2 separate regions of the Mus musculus genome follow, and region 1 is linked to region 2. A link is a contact called in public Micro-C data. All regions are on one chromosome and are shown on one strand. The core of a region is the stretch at or near the end of the contact, and the rest is flanking DNA. Distances in the headings are between cores, read along the strand shown.

Region 1 (4,335 bases), core at 260-2,759, 84 kb after region 2:
ATGACGTTTATATATTTACTTGTATGTGTGCATGTCCCACTGTCAAAAGGCGCTTCTCTGGCCAAGGCTGAAAGCTGCACTAGTCTAAGGGTGTCATCATAAATATTTAGAAGGCATTTTAATGACATTTGTTCAGGAAAAACATTAGTAGGCCCCCCCTGATAGGGTCTGTCTACCATCTCTCTAACCATAGGCTTTTGACCAAGTAAGTCTACCATATAAGGTATGCATTCCCTTCTGTGAAGAGGGCATCGGATCTAATCGGGAAGGAGTTGGTTTCAGCCCAGGGTAGTTATGCCTCTCCTGTACCACTGGGCACATCTTGTCTGATAGATTAATATGGTAGTACCCCGGGGTCCACAGTTTGTTTACTCTTTCTTATAAAGCTTTATGTCCAACCACCTGCAGACACACTCTTCTGGCAACAGGTGGTGTGTGTGTGTGTGTGTGTGTGTGTGTGTGTGTGTGTGAGAGAGAGAGAGAGAGAGAGAGAGAGAGAGAGAGAGAGAGAGAGAGAGAGAGAGAGAGAGATCTTTGCTGTCTGGTCCATTTTGTCTCAGACAGTGTGGAGAGAAATCCCCATGTCTTGTGAAGAGTGGAAGACAAGGTGAGGTTCCTTTCCTCTGTTTCGTTTCCCAAGGAAAAGGAAGCGTAGAAACGTAGAAAACGACCAGACGAGACAGCGAAAGACGCTCAGACAGTAGCACATTCTTTGGAAATAATTTGCACTTCAGGGATTTAGAAAGTAGAACACTTTCAGCTTTAAAAAGCAGTTTATGCTGCTTTGCTGCACTCCTCATTTGCCAAACAAATGATTATGTTACTATTTTAAGCACCGCATATTTAGTGCACGACTGTGGTCTGTCGGAGATACTTAATCACGCTGATAGAGTAGAAGAGTTGCAGGAAAGGAAATAACTAGAGCCGCTGAATATCCCACGCCTGCCCCGCCCCGCCCCATCTCCTTAGGATTCTGCGCAAAGGGAAGCATCCGCTACAGAGACATTTTAGCTAATAACTTAACAGACGGAAAAATATGTCCTAAGATCTGTTCTGTATCAAGTGGAAATCATAAACTGACAAATTTCATCTATTTAAGAGACGACCCCGAATCTGGAAATTTGAGGCTATTTCTCAAAAATCATCAAAATAAGGACTCGGCTTTGTCTGGGGCCATAGTTTTCAAACCTAACCTGTGAAATCACAGAAATTACAGTTTGATGACTCTGGGTTACACAAGCTGAAAAACTGGGCTCAGTGGGACAAGTAGCTTGCGTATCTGACTTTAGGCAAGACACCTTCTATCGACCGCTATTTCGATTTTTTCAGAAATTTATGCAACGTAGAAAAAAGCTTTTCTGTTTGTTTGCTTAGTTTTCGAGATTGTATTTTAATTACAACATTTCATTTTTTCCTTCTTCTTTCTTCTAAGCCCTTCTGCACACCCCTCCCTGGTATCCTTCACATTCATGGCCTCTTTGGGAAAGAGCTTTTAAGGCCCAATAATGCAGCATTTTCGGCTTGGCAGAACACTGCGGGGCTGACTAATCATCGTAGACAGTTCTTAACTAGAGAAGGAAAGCAGTTTCGAAAAAGTGGCAAGACTTAAACACAAGTACAGTTACTACTGGAATCCTATGTCGTTGAAAACATTTAGAGAAAAGTTTTTTTTTCCACAAAACTGCTAAAAGTAATTTTCAGCAAATAATATTTTCCCCCCTTTTCTTTTAAAAGTGGAATGCTCGCAATTTAAGAAATGCTGACAAAGCTGTTTCAGGACTCATGAGCCAGGACTGGCTATTTTAGATTCTCATGGCGCCATCTAGTGATTGAGACAAGCAATAGCATCTGTATTTGACCCAAAGGCTTTTTGCTTCTGAGGCTGCTCTGTGGATTTTTCTGCAGGGGTGAGTAGAATAACCACCTCCACAGACTTCGCTAGCTCTGCTCCGGGATACTGAGAAAAAAAATAATCTCATAATCTTGACACGGCTTTAGCCTTATTTGAATGAAAGGATATGGTTCTCAGCAAATATTTCAATCGTGCTTTTATCTTGAAATTCTTATTAATCTGGTACGACTTCCCTTTAAAGTACATTTTGCACTACTTTTTTCCAATTAAAGTTAACATGAGGCTAGAATTCACATTGAATTTAATATCAAAAATTGAAGCAGGAGACTGTTTCTGAAATTTGTAAGATGTAATGAAGTGTTTAAGACTACTGCATATTTTAATTAGAAAAGGGGACTTTCTTAGGAAGGAAAAGGTTGGATGCTTTATGCAAGTGGTGTTTTTATTGTGCAAAGGCACCATTCTAAAGAAGAAGCAGGAGGTTGGCTGTGAAAGGCAGGGAAGGCTGAGGGTGTGGGGCCCTGACTATCAGAAACTTCCCCTTTGGTTTCTAACGTTGTAAATACCTTTTCTCAAAGAGCTGTAAAAGGAAAATACTGGTACCTACCTATTTACTTACAATTTAGAGAATACATACTGTTTAAGAAGACAAAATGATGTGGAAGTATAAGATGCCCTAATTCTTTGGTGGAACCAGGCTCTGCCAAAAACCAGTGTCAGATGAGGCAGGGTCTAAGCTGTGGAAACAGCTGAGGAAGAGATCTGAGGATCAGCCTAGCCTGGTCCACCGCAAAAATCGGGCGAATATTGTACACTCAAAGCTCTTTCCCAAAGATGCCATGAATGTGGAGGAAAGCAGGGTGGGGTGAGTGGAATTTTAGGTCAGGCACTTGGGCCCCCTTTTTTCTTTTCTTTTTAGTGATCTCCTGTTGAGGTCAACTATGGCTCTTTTCCTGGTCAAAATTTAATTAGGTAGGGATACACACCACACACACATGTGTATTCATGTGTGTATAAAATCATATATATATATATATATATATATATATATATATATATATATATTTAGCTTTCTCTCTTTCTTAATAGCAGTGGCTGTGTATGGAGAGTTTTGTGAGTTAGTAAAACAACCCCCTAGAGAGAAAAATTTAACCCCAACTTTTAAAAAATTCAACTTAAACTCTTACAGTGTTTATAGTTTATAAAATTAAACATATGAAAGTTGGCCAAAGTTTAGAAATCTGATAAATTACACACACACACACACACACACACACACACACACACACACACGCGCGCGCGCGCGCGTGTATTAGCAATAAAAGTTCATCTCTCTTTTTACAGCTTATAGAATTCCTTGTTGAAATAGAGTAACTACCCTCTTGGAAAAGAGGGGGCTGTTTTATGAATGATGAATATATCGTTTTTTTTTTTTGTTGTTGTTTTTGCTTTTAAAGAGGTATTTATTTATTTTATGTATATGGGTACACTGTAGCTGTACAGATGGTTGTGAGCTAACATGTGATTGCTGGGAATTGAATTTAGGACCTCTGCTTGCTCTGGTCAACCTCGCTCTCACTGGCCCCAAGATTATTTATTATTATAAATGAGTACACCGTAGCTGTCTTCAGACACACCAGAAGAGGGCGTCTGATCTCATTACAGATGATTATGAGCCACCATGTGGCTGCTGGGATTTGAACTCAGGACCTTCAGAAGAGCAGTCAGTGCTCTTAACCGCTGAGCCATCTCTCCAGCCCAAATATATTGTAAATGGTAAGGGTGAAATTCACCTATGAACAGAAGCTTCAGGAACTCCAGGCAGGTTTCTTTGTCATTTTAAACCTGGTGTTCAAAATCCATTTGCTAGAAGAATGTTTGCTTTCCAAAACAATAACATTATAGACTGAAAAACCTTTCAGGATGCATGACTAACTGGCAAAAAGTCTTCAAGGTGACCACGACACTGATATACATTAGCCTGAGAATAGATTTGAATCTAGAGTAATTGAGCTCTTATGGAATGAGCCAGATGCTAAAAAGGGCCGAAAGAAAATTCTGAGGATTCCTTCCCGAGGAGAAGCTGGACGTGGTGGCGCACGCCTTTAATCCCAGCACTCGGGAGGCAGAGGCAGGCAGATTTCTGAGTTCGAGGCCAGCCTGGTCTACAAAGTGAGTTCCAGGACAACAAGGGCTATACAGAGAAATCTTGTCTCAAAAATCCAAAAAAAAAAAAAAAAAAAATAAACCCAACCAACCAAACAAAAAGCCCAAACAAACAAACAAACAAACCCCCAAAGTACCCCAAAAACCCAAAAACAAAAAACCCAACAAACCAGCTTTCCCTGGCTAACTGCTATACCAACAAGCAACAATTTCATTCTCATCAAATTAGGCTTGTGTTTCTTTACTGGTAACGTACATATTGAATGAGTGGCTTCAGAACCATGTTTGTATTTGTCAAATCATAACAATGACAGTGT
Region 2 (4,291 bases), core at 677-3,176:
GTTCTCATTATCCATCTATTGTCCGTTTGTCAGATGACTTTCTCCTATTTTATATTTGCCTTAGTGTCACTCACGTTCAGACCACAGCAATTACAGCAAACCTTAATTGCAATATCTTCAGTTCTAAACCAAAGCTTGTTTTACAATTCTCTGTCTTTGTCTCTCCCCCTCCCCCCCTCTGTGTGTGTGTGTGTGTGTGCCTGTGCACATGCATGCGTTTGTGTGTGTGTGTATGTGTATGTATATGTACGTGTATTTTTCTGGGTCAAATAACCTCTTTTTGTTTGAACTGAATTATTAATCTGCTTCTAGTCTACAGACTAAAGGTGGACCAATGTTACTGTCATGACCAGGCTTCATAGAGTAGTGTCTTTTCTTGCTGGAAGACTTTCCCTTGACTTCTTGGATGAAGTATGTAGCTATGTTGGGAGGAGCAAAGAGAGAATGAATTCCAGGCAGCCGTTTGCTAGGAAGCATGGCTCTCAGTCCACAGCCCTCAGAATCAGTTACTGCCTAGTCCTACCTGTGTGAGCTTGAGGACTGACTTTCTGCAAAGAAAACCTCTCATTATAGCCCTGTGAGCTGATAAAGAAAAAGGAAAAGCCCTGGTTCATAACTTGCAGAAAATTTGAGATGTTGAAAGTGCTCTAAGTTGCTAAGTCTGTGATAGTTACATATGTAATAATAGCCAAGAAATATCCTATTCATTTGTTACCTCTCTATAAAGTCCTCTCTTCTTTGATGTTTTGTTTTGAAACAGGGTTTCTCTGTGTAGCTCTGGCTGTTCTGGGACTCACTGTATAGACCAGCCTGGCCTCGAACTCACAGAAATTCATCTGCCTCTGACCCTCAGGTGCTGGAATTAAATGTTCGACCATGCCTGTCCATCTCCAACTTTTGTAGCACCTGTTAAAATTTTTTGGAGACTTTACATTTCCAATCCATCAGTTGTGCATGTACGGGATCTCGTGTGCTCTGGGTTTTGTGTTGTGAGTACCTTTGCCAATCAAGTCTGAAAACTGACTGAGATCTATCTCTCCAGGGAATGATTTCTCAGCTCACAAAGTTTCTTCCCATCATTCCATTGCCTAAATAAAATAAAACAGTTAGAATTAGCAGATAACACACTGAGGCTAATGTTTCTCTATAGCCCTGATATGTGGACACAGTATCCTACCAGAGAATGCCTTCCATTTCTGCACCCCCACCTTCTGTAAAGCCTTTTATTTTATTAGAATACTGCTTTGAATCTTCAGAAACTGTATCCCTGAAGCCCTTTTCATTCCAGATCTTTCTGCTGGCATCACATCACAATTCTAAAATTCTTATCAGGATACAAAAACAAAATACATCACATCATTGATTGCAGTATTTTCAGCTCACCTAACGGGACTAAAGCATTTCATGCTCAGATGATGCACATTTTCTTTTGTTAGAACCAAGAATTCACTGAAGGTCACATGATTCTGTTTTTAGTTCTGTCTTCTTAAAGCACCACTTTCGTTTTTAACGTCTATGATTTAATGCTTAGCATGTGACAGTTTTGCTCAGTAGCTGCAAATGATCCTCCCAGTTGTTATAATGAGATAACAAAGGCACAAGCAAGCAAACAATCGGGAGAGTGAACTTTGCCTCTGTCCAGTGGTGGTCCACAAAGCCCACGATAACCCAGGGGTTCCTGTGTGCTATCTTTCCAGCAATATGAAGAGACGCTGGGAACACTCACACCCTCTTCAGTTTAGGTTCAGGCACACATTGCCCTTTTCCTGAGGACAGTGATGAGCCTAACACAGGCAGAGGACTCTGCTCAGTTTGATGCATTTGCTGCCCCGCTTCCCAGAGTCTTTGACAGACATATTTTAGGCTTTGAAAAACAAAAGAACTAGAATGGAATATTTAAGTCTTTGATCATCACTTCCTCTACTGAACACCTGGAAACTCAATAGCCTAGTGTTTTCAATAGTGGTGGGGAAACACCTGCTTTCTAAGACATCTTCATGTTATTCTTGAGACACAAAGTTTACACATTAAAAGAAAGAAGGAAAGAAAGAAAGCAAGAAAAGAGAGGGGAAGAGAGGGAGGAAGGAAAGAAGGAAGAAAGGAAGGGAGGGAGGGAGGGAGGGAGGAAGGAAGGAAGGAAGGAAGGAAGGAGTAACGAGAGAGGGAAAGAGGGAAGCCGGTGATAGAGGAATATTCATAGTTTTTTTAGCTCATGAAGGTTTTGTGAAATCCACAGATGTGTATGTGACAGTGAGGAGGCGTCTGTCTGTCATGGTTTCCACAGAGCACTCATGTACCACTTAACTTTGTATTTATCATATTGGAAGTTTAACCCAAACTATCCTAGCAAAGTGTCACTGTACACTAAAAATTTTTTCATGCAAAGAATTTGGTTAATAATTTAGGCTTTTCAAAGGTCTAAATTTCCTAGAAAGTTTACATAGAGGAAAGGGAGAAAAACTCAAAAGGTCCATGAATCAGGAATGGTTACATGTCAGTCTCCTTTTCTTTAATAATTTCCTTACTTCCCCAACCTCACTATCAATGTTGCTGAGGCTTTACTGAGTGTGAACAGTATGTATTAACAAAAGCATAGTGAAACTGGGCATGGTGGTGCATACCTTTAATTTCAGTACTCAGAAGGTAGAAGCAGGCCGATCTCTGACTAACTCATATGCAAAATAACGTTGTACTGTATAGGATAAACCTTTCTTTGTGGAAAGATGTCTCGTCCTACTATATTTTGAAAGTTAGTTTTTCTTGTCATATGTGTGTTGTTGATAGGATATGTCATGATTTTGACAGTTATTAAATATATAATTATTTAAATTATAATGATAAAAAGATAAATTGTGCAGGTGGGATGTAGATTATTTAGTCTGAAAATGTTGACATATGGTTGTATTAGATAATGGAAGATGATTTTCATAAGGAAGTATGAGGGCTAACATTGTGTTTTAAGTTTAAATTACTATGGGTAAGAGATCTATAAAACAAAAATTCCTCAAACTTGCAAGCCTCACTTGCCCAAGGACAGATAAGATAACTTCTTGGACAGCTGGGGCCTGTTCATACAAGCAACAAGCCATGTGTTCTTTGCTTCTGTAAGCTTGGTTGTTCCAAACGCACAGCATGTGCTTGCTCACATAGGCAGGGGGTGTGTCAGGATGTATGCTTAGCAGTGTTTGGATGACGGCAGGAAGCATGTAGCCTTGTGGATTTTACCTGTATAAGTCCCTGACTAACGACTAACATCACCTTGGGAATCCTGGGCCAGTGTTTAATAAAGCTTGCTTCAAATTTGGTTCAAAAATTATGACAGAGGTCTTATTCTTACCAGTAGGATTAATAGATTTTTTTTTTTAAAAAAATAGGACTTTAGTGAGAGATTTTAATTGAATAAGGCTGTTAGTTGCAATGTGGTTGAATCTACAGGACATTAGACTACTTGCAACAAACCAAGCAGGAAAAGTCCTGGAGTCTTTTTTGTTTGCTTGAGACAGCTTTTCACTAAGTATCCATAGCTAGCCTAGCACTCACTATGTAGATCAGGCTGTCCTCAGACTCACAGAGGTCCATCCACCTATCTCTGCTTCCCAAGTACTGAGTTTAAAGGGGCATCTCACCATCCTCCACCAGAATGCACTTATGAAGAGAATTGCTGATGGATGATCAAGACCCAAATTCATCTAAGGGTTGAGCCAACTTGAACCTCTGCTTTCAAGGAGATTAATAGGACAGAGAAAAATGTACCTGTCCATAAGGCAGAAAGCCCCAAAGCCAGAGTCATAGAAACCTCCAAACACATTAGCAGAGAGCCTGTTAGGTCAGTGCCATAGCTGGACCCAGAAAAGTAGCTTATAGGGATCAGAAGGAGATGATGTTCCTCTCTCAGGCATCAGTACATAGTGTCAGAACAGGGATGCAAAGGGAATGCTTATGAAAGCAGGAGCTACAGAGGCATCCCATCATCCTTCCCTGCCACTGTATGACATACGCTGATAATGCCTTTTTCCACTTCTTTAAAATATCTTAGATACAGTTGACCTCTAGGCAGAGGGCTACCCCCACTGCATTTGCTACATATGCCTACAGAGTACTTAGAGTCACTGTGGAAGAGCAGGATGAGCCATCTCCAATGCTCATGTCTGAAAAGGTCAACTAAAAAGCAAAGGTGACTTGGAAGGGATCTGTGTGGAGGTCCAAGCTGAATAATTTGTGCTTTCACTCAAGCTTTGTAAACTCCAGTGTCATTTCTGGTAGGAAGACTAGTGAAAGTAGGTAGATGGGG

The links. A called contact is a pair of places that touch in the nucleus more often than the background predicts.
Region 1: a contact with region 2 is called in a Micro-C map of the G1E-ER4 cell line. The contact joins two enhancer-like sites. A contact is called at or near these places in 8 of 484 Hi-C or Micro-C datasets (the G1E-ER4 cell line, the N1E-115 cell line, nephron progenitors and 2 more) and 2 of 115 datasets of contacts at active chromatin or transcription factors (bone marrow-derived dendritic cells and bone marrow-derived macrophages).

What each region holds. Positions count from the first base shown.
Region 1 is chr6:22,492,297-22,496,631 of GRCm38.p6, forward strand. No RefSeq gene overlaps it. Among named protein-coding and RNA genes, the nearest start is that of Gm38773, 100 kb to the left of the region's middle. Within about 2 kb of position 1,510, at least 37 of the 459 cell types and tissues checked have an H3K27ac peak or open chromatin away from gene starts, as enhancers often do. A contact at or near this core is called in the G1E-ER4 cell line and bone marrow-derived macrophages, where this site is marked.
Region 2 is chr6:22,407,510-22,411,800 of GRCm38.p6, forward strand. No RefSeq gene overlaps it. Among named protein-coding and RNA genes, the nearest start is that of Gm38773, 18 kb to the left of the region's middle. Within about 2 kb of position 1,927, at least 48 of the 459 cell types and tissues checked have an H3K27ac peak or open chromatin away from gene starts, as enhancers often do. A contact at or near this core is called in the G1E-ER4 cell line and bone marrow-derived macrophages, where this site is marked.